2 separate regions of the Oryctolagus cuniculus genome follow, and region 2 is linked to region 1. A link is a contact called in public Micro-C data. All regions are on one chromosome and are shown on one strand. The core of a region is the stretch at or near the end of the contact, and the rest is flanking DNA. Distances in the headings are between cores, read along the strand shown. Region 1 holds the start of WDR45 (WD repeat domain 45). Region 2 holds the start of USP27X (ubiquitin specific peptidase 27 X-linked).

Region 1 (3,484 bases), core at 443-2,942:
TCTCTGGACTCCTGCCAGGGATGCCTCACCCCTCTGAAGACCACCCTTATACTCCTTTCAATACCCCTGGTCTGAAACCCACCATCTACAAAGACCCCTATTCCCAAGGATCCCTTCCCTCCCCTAGACGCCATCCTACCCCGGGATCGTGGTCCTTCTGTCCTGATCTCCCGCGTCTCTGACTCCCAAGCCCCGTTCTCGGCGCCGCCCGCGGCCCGGCTTCCCTGACCTCCCGGGCCTTGGCGCCCGGCTCCCGTGTTTACATCAGGCCCTACTTCCGGGGGAGGGAGGCTGTGACCGGAAATGATGTACCTTGGCCAGAAAAGGAGCCCGCGGCTCTCTCGCCCGTTTCGCCGGTTTGGGGAGCATCGCGAGCAACTGTCTCCTAAGGAAGGCGCGGGAAGTGCAGGGAGGGCGGCTGGGGGTTCAGAGGCGGGGGAGGTTTCTCCAGGGCTAGACAGAGATACCCGAGGAGGGATGATATGGGGGAGGGAGGAAGGGAAGGAGAAAGAGAGAAACCCTCTCGCTAAGTGGGAAAGGGCGGAGCATCCAACTCGGTACCCACGGAGAGCTAGATGTGTTAACTTTCTGGACTAACTAGGCTTGGACCTCCGAGGTGCACTAGAGTAGCTGCCCCCTGATTGACGTACAGAGTTCCAGACTTATAGCGGAGGTAGGGGTGGAACCTGCAGACCCGGAAGGCTGAGTGAGACTTGCTCTCTTTGTCTAGGGAAAGACAGGGATGGATTTTGCGCTCCCCACCCCATCCTTCGCTGTCGTCTTTACAAAAGAAAAAAAAAAAAGAAATAGCTCTTTGCTGGTAAAAAGTCTGAATGCTTACTGTGGAAACAAAAGTTGCCAAATTATGGCAACTGGAAGTGTTTAATTCAACATTTGAATTTTTTGAGGTAAGTGCAGATTACATGCAGCTGTAAGGAAAACACAGGGAAATCCTGCAGTTGTATTACAATCGGGTATTAACACGGATACACCCACCCATCCTTTACTTTTTTCCCCAGTGTTGTTGATGCTTTCTTAATGCATACTTTGACATCTGTTTAATTCATTCTTTGTAACTGGCTTATGGTATCAGTGTAGCACTGTTGCGCTGTTGCCCTATTGATTTCAGGTCCTGTGTTGTCAACACTTCTGAACACATTTCCTTGTGAAGCTTGGTCCTGGAACCCTCCTGGGCATGACCCCATTGCTCTGCTTCACTCTCCTTCCCCATACTCAGCTTCTATTTAGCTTAATTCAGTTTGGCTTCTGCCCCTCCCACATCTCTGAGACTGCTCTTAACCAAATCACTGACGATTAATGATCTTGCAAAACAGCAGGAACTTCTCTACCCTCTGCTCTGATCCAGTTTCTTGCTCTCACTTGCTTGGTTTTCTGTCCCTTCTCTGGTTATCCATCCATTTGCATCCAGTTTCCAAATATCATGGTATCTTGAGTATTGCTGTAGTTTGAAAATGTCTCCTAAATCCATGTGGTGGGAATTTAGCCCTCAAATTCATGTTGATGCTACATGTTGAGGAATCTCCCTTCAGGACAGGATTAGTCCCTTCAGAGATGAATTGGTTATTTTGGGAATGGCTGTGTCGGGAACACTCCATCTCTTGTTTGGTCTCCGCATGTGATGCCTGTCCCTCCTGGGATGCTGAGCACATGTCAGTGCCATGCTGTTGGATTTCCCAGCTTCCAGAACTGTGAGCCAAATTTCTATTCTTACAAATGACCTGGTCTCGGGCCAGCGCCGCGGCTCACTAGGCTAATCCTCCGCCTTGCGGTGCCGGCACACCAGGTTCTAGTCCCGGTTGGGGCACCAGATTCTGTCCCGGTTGCCCCTCTTCCAGGCCAGCTCTCTGCTGTGGCCAGGGAGTGCAGTGGAGGATGGCCCAAGTGCTTGGGCCCTGCACCCCATGGGAGACCAGGATAAGTACCTGGCTCCTGCCATCGGATCAGCGCGGTGCGCCGGCTGCAGCGCGCTGGCCGCGGTGGCCATTGGAGGGTGAACCAACGGCAAAAGAAGACCTTTCTCTCTGTCTCTCTCTCTCTCACTGTCCACTCTGCCTGTCAAAAAAACAAACAAACAAAAACAAAACAAAACAAACCCAAACAAACAAACAAACAAAACAAATGACCTGGTCTCAGGTATTTTGTGATAGCAACAGAAAACAGACTAAGACAGCTATGACTCTGCCCCCTTTACTTTCAGAGCCAATAGTCTCTTCCTAGGTGACTTCATCTTCTCTGGTAGTCTTAATTGTTGCAAAGGTAGGCCCCCTAGTGTAGACCTCCCTCCTGAACAGCACATTCATATACAGTGATGACTTTTTGGACACATTCATGTCGATGTTTTAAAGCTTATCCATCCAAGCAGATCTCTTATTTCCTTCAAGCACCTTCCTCCTGTCCTCTTCATCTTACCCACTGGCACCAGAACACCCAGTTTGTCACTCAAGCTTGAGAGAAGTTACGGGATGGTGCTGTGGTGTAACGGGTTAAGCCTGCAGTGCCGGCATCCCATATGGGCGGCAGTTCGAGACCCGGCTGCTCCACTTCCTATCCAGCTCTCTGCTGTGGCCTGAGAAACCAGTGGAAGATGGCCCAAGTCCTTGGGCCCAGTACCCATGTGGGAGACCCGGAAAAAGCTTCTGGATCCTAGCTCCTGGCTTTGGATTGGCCCAGCTCCGGCTATTGCAGTCAGTTGGGGAGTAAACCAGTGGATAGAAGACCTCTCTCTCCCTCTCTGCCTCTCCTTCTCTCTCTGTGTAACTCTGACTTTCAAATAAATAAATAAATCTTAAAAAAAAAAAGAGTAGTTACATCATGCTAATTCCCCTCCATTGTCAAATCCTCTTGCTCCCACTGTGAAAAACCATGCACTTATAGTCAAGGTGGAGTAACAGAGACCAAAATGGCCCTGTCATGAAACACTCGTCTCCCCCAAATACCCAAATAAAGCAGACAAAATACACAAAGCAATGGTTGTTAAGACACTGGACATCTGGTACAGAAGGAAAATGACTCTTGAAAGATAAAAAGCAAGGTGAGCCCTACAATTGTCCCGTGTACTGTCTAGAGGGTTTCCTTACTGTGCTACAGAAGAGGAAACAGGCAGAGCCTGGGGTATTTCCTCAGCTGAGATATTCCAGCAAGACTGGGGCAGCTAGAGTTCAAAGGACGGAGTAGCAGGAGAGCAGCGCGTGGAGAGCCACAGACGTCTGTGGAGGGTTCCCCTTCAGCATTCCGCAGAGTACTTGTCAATACACGCATGGAAGACTCATCCAAGTGGATCAGAGGGAACACAGCCTGGCACGCACACGACGTCGACGCTGGTACCTACCCTCACCAGCCAGACCGGAAAAACTCCTGACTTACAGGATCTAACATACACAGAAGGTCTTGCCTCAGTCACGGGTCATACTTAGCTCTACATTTTACTGCTTCAGACCACTTAAACCATTGAAAGTCTCCAAAA
Region 2 (3,892 bases), core at 481-2,980, 390 kb after region 1:
GCTCAGTTATGAATTTTTAAGCCAAGTGACAGTGGCTCTCAAATCACGAAGGTCCTTAGATTTCGCCGGATTCATGTAAAATAGTGACGTAAGAGTTTTATTTTTAACACCTGTCAGAAATTACACTGTTGCAGCAACTGACATTTGTGATACAAAAATTCAGACGTCAGTCTAAGAAGGTGTGAAGGAGCTTGGTATCAAGCATACCATTTTTCAAATATTTTTAGAGAGAATTTTGATATAAACCAATAGTTTTATGTAAACATACCAAAAAAAAAAAAAAAAAAAAAAAGGAGAAATTGTCATTTACTCTTTTGCCACCTTGTGGCCAGAGTTGTATTTAGCCTAGCCGCAGCAACTGCAAGGAGGAACTCTCTCCTAAGCTCAGCTCCTTCTGCCAGCTTTGTTAGGTGTTTGCAGGCAGAGATGGTGACATTGGCCTCGGGATGGAATCCAGACCCATACAAACACTAAGCATCTAAAGATTATGGTGGCACTCTCCACCAGTGATTCCAAGTGAAAGTAGCATGCAATCGGGGGGGGGGGGGATTGTAAGAAAGTTCAACCAAGTTCTCTCTTTTTTTTTTTCCCATGAGGACTATTATAAAAAAACAAGAAAGTGTTTCTGGTATATATACGTTGACTGTTTGCTTTATAGTATCTCTTCCCTGCTAGTGATTTAAGTCTTCCTTAATGTGCCTTTTGGGAGAAGCTAGCCCCGACTGTGGCCCTGGGGTAAGTTTGGTTCAGTGCTGTGCCCACAGTTCCTAATACAACACCTGGCTGTGGGTCAAAGACGAATATACATCTGTTGAGTGAATGTTGGCAAAACTCTCCACTGCCAGAACATGCTGGCCTGAGCAGAGGCGGGGTGGGCCTGTGGGCTTCTGCAGGGAGTTGATCAGTAAGGCAACCAGCTTAACATGGGTGGTCTTTAAGGGCAGAGAGTTCCAGGCACGGTAGAGATGGTTAATTCTCCTTCTCGTCCGATAGTTGGGATGAGTAACCCCTGGTCCTCTCGGCACACTCCATGACATCAGTCACTTTTAGCAGCAGCAGCAGCAACAGCAGGAAAATTCCTTTAGCTCACGTGCTAGGTCGGGTTCCTCTGGTTGCAGGCCACACAGGGCAGGCATCCATTGGAAGATGCTGGGTGCTTCAAGGAACTGAAGAGCTGACTTAAGCAGGTGACTTAAGGGCAGGCAGCAGGCCACCCTCCGCTGTGTGGGAGCCAGGCAGTCTAGGGCTCCCGAGTCCTCAAGACCAACACCTGCTGCTAACCCAGGAGGCCTGCCCCACCCCGCCCCCTCCCTGGAGGAAGGGGACAGGTGTGTGTGTGGGGGTGCGGGCCGCCTGTGCAGGCCAAGGAGAGCTTGGCTGGGTATCATCAGGCAGCACAGCCCCCGAGCCTGAGCCCGAGCCCAAGCCCGAGCCCGAGCCCAAGCCCAAGCCCGAGCCCGGCAGTGTGCACTAGGCCATGGCCAGCAGCTATCAGGACTCGGAGAGCAGCAGGCTCGCCCGCTGCCCTGGGCTGCACTCCCCAGAACCAGTAGCTACAGCAGGCCCCTCCACACACGGGTTCCCAGAGGCCCCTGACACTCAGGCCCGCCCCCTCTCCCCACTGGCCGCTCCACACATTTCTACCTGCTGCCCGGCCTGGGACCCTGCAGGTTGCAAGGGTCTTGGGACTGTGTCTTGTAGCTTGCGCCCCTCTCCCAGCTGTAGGGGAGATGCTGGCTGTGGAGCTGGCCTGGTCTCGCTCGCTGGCCTTGAATTTTGTCTCCGGGCTGCTCAGCGTCTGCCGGGTCAGGAGGCTAGCTGGCATCCCACTCCTGGCCTTGGGAGCCCAGGGAGGAGGCGAGGGGCAGAGCCAGACTCAGCAGAGAGCTGATAAGATGGGCAGGGGATGTGCCTCTCCAGGCCCAGTGGCCTTGGGGGCACTGCCCCTGCGGATCTGAAGGGAGTAGGAGCTTCATCCTTTTCAGGAAGGGCAGGTCCCGGGGTGGGAGGGGAGCTTGGGGGCAGGGCTGAGGGCAGCCTCGGCCGCCGAATAGGATGGCCTGCCCTCCGGACTCTCCTCTGCGGGGGCATTTCCTAGCGGGAGACACGTTTCTGGACTGGGCAACCGCTGCGCCCCCCGCCCCGCAGTGCTGGGGGAAGCCTGAACAGGGGAAGGGAAGGACGAGGAGAGGGGAGGAGACGATGAAGGGGGTCAGAGCAGCGATTGGAGCTGAGAACTGGAAGCGCCTTAAAGAGACTGCGCGGTCCCCGCCCCCCTTCCCGCCAGCCTCAATGAATTAGAGCTGTGTTTCCCAAACTTGCCTGATCAGAAGCAGCCTCTAGGGCCCCAGTTAGAGATACAGGTTCCGGAGTGCCTCCCTTCCAGACTGATTCAGTAGGCCTGCGGGTGGGGCCGAGGACTCTGTGATTTTTTTTTTTGAACACGCTCCCCCACGTGATTCTCGTGAACAAGCAAGTTTGGGAAATATTGAATTAAAGGAAACGGGGCCTGGCTGCAGAAGCGGCCTCCGCTAGGGGGCTTCGGCGGGAGGATCCCCGGGGGCGTCGCCTGCTTCCGCCGCCGCCTCCTTCAGTGAAAGTCCCTTTTGGGTCCAGCTGCCACGGCCGCCGCGCTCCCTCAGGCCGGGCGGGGGACACCCCAGGTCTGCGTGGCCCCCGCGCCGCCACGCCCAGTGGCCGCCTGAGCCCTGCGAGCAGGGGGAGGAGCCGCCGCCAGTGGAGGCGGAGGAGGTAGAGGAGGCGGAGACGGCGGAGACGGCGGAGAAGGCGGAGAGGAAGGTGGAGGCGGAGGCGGAGGCGAAGGTGGAGGGGAAGGTGGAGGCGGCGGGGAAGGTGGACGCCGCCGGGAAGGTGGAGACGGCGGGGAAGGTGGACGCCGCCGGGAAGGTAGAGACGGCGGAGGGTCCCGGCCGCCGGGCTGAGCTCAAGCTGGAGCCCGAACCCGAGCCGGTACGGGAGGCGGAGCAGGAGCCGGAGGGGGAGCCGAAGCAGGAGCTGGAGGATGAGGACCCAGCGCGGAGCGGCGGTGGCTGCAGCGGCGACGAGGTTCCTCCCCCCACCCTCCCCTCCGACCCGCCGCGGCCCCCCGATCCCTCTCCGCGTCGCAGTCGTGCCCCGCGCCGCCGACCCCGGCCCCGGCCCCAGACCCGGCTCCGGACCCCTCCACAGCCTAGGCCACGGCCCCCGCCCCGGCCCCGACCCCGACGCGGCCCTGGGGGCGGATGCCTGGATGTGGATTTTGCCTTGGGGCCCCCGGGTTGTTCCCACGTGAACAGTTTTAAGGTGGGAGAGAACTGGAGGCAGGAACTGCGGGTCATCTACCAGTGCTTCGTGTGGTGTGGAACTCCCGAGACCAGGAAAAGCAAGGCCAAGTCTTGCGTGTGCCATGTGTGCGGTGCCCATCTGAACAGACTCCACTCTTGCCTTTCCTGTGTCTTCTTTGGCTGCTTCACTGAGAAGCACATTCACGAGCACGCCGAGGCGAAGCAACACACCTTAGCCGTGGACCTCTATTACGGGGGGATCTACTGCTTCATGTGTAAGGACTATGTGTATGACAAAGACATTGAGCAGATTGCCAAAGAAGAGCAAGGAGAAGCTCTGAAGTTACAAGCCTCCGCCTCAAGCGAGGTTTCTCACCAGCAGTGTTCAGGGCCTGGGCTTGGTGACAAATACCCGACCTGGGAAACCACCAAGCCCGAGTTAGAACTGCTAGGACACAACCCCAGGAGAAGGAGAATTGCCTCCAGCTTCACCATTGGCTTAAGGGGACTCATCAACCTCGGCAACACGTGCTTTATGAACTGCATCGTCCAGGCCCTGACGCACACTCCCATCCTGAGAGATTTCTTTCTCTCTGACCGGCACCGCT

What was found. Hi-C and Micro-C count contacts between places; a contact is called where the count stands out from the background.
Region 2: a contact with region 1 is called in a Micro-C map of ear pinna, with 4 times the contacts expected there. The contact joins the promoter of USP27X here to the promoter of WDR45 in region 1. A contact is called at or near these places in 2 of 6 Hi-C or Micro-C datasets (ear pinna and an unstated tissue).

Annotation. Positions count from the first base shown.
Region 1 is chrX:34,226,322-34,229,805 of mOryCun1.1, forward strand. It overlaps WDR45 (WD repeat domain 45), which reads right to left and starts at 1,693. Exons shown (of 11, transcript XM_051827102.2): 1 at 140-1,693.
Region 2 is chrX:34,615,755-34,619,646 of mOryCun1.1, forward strand. USP27X (ubiquitin specific peptidase 27 X-linked) reads left to right here and starts at 1,731. Exons shown (of 2, transcript XM_051826916.2): 1 at 1,731-1,805; 2 at 2,536-3,892. The coding sequence starts at 1,731.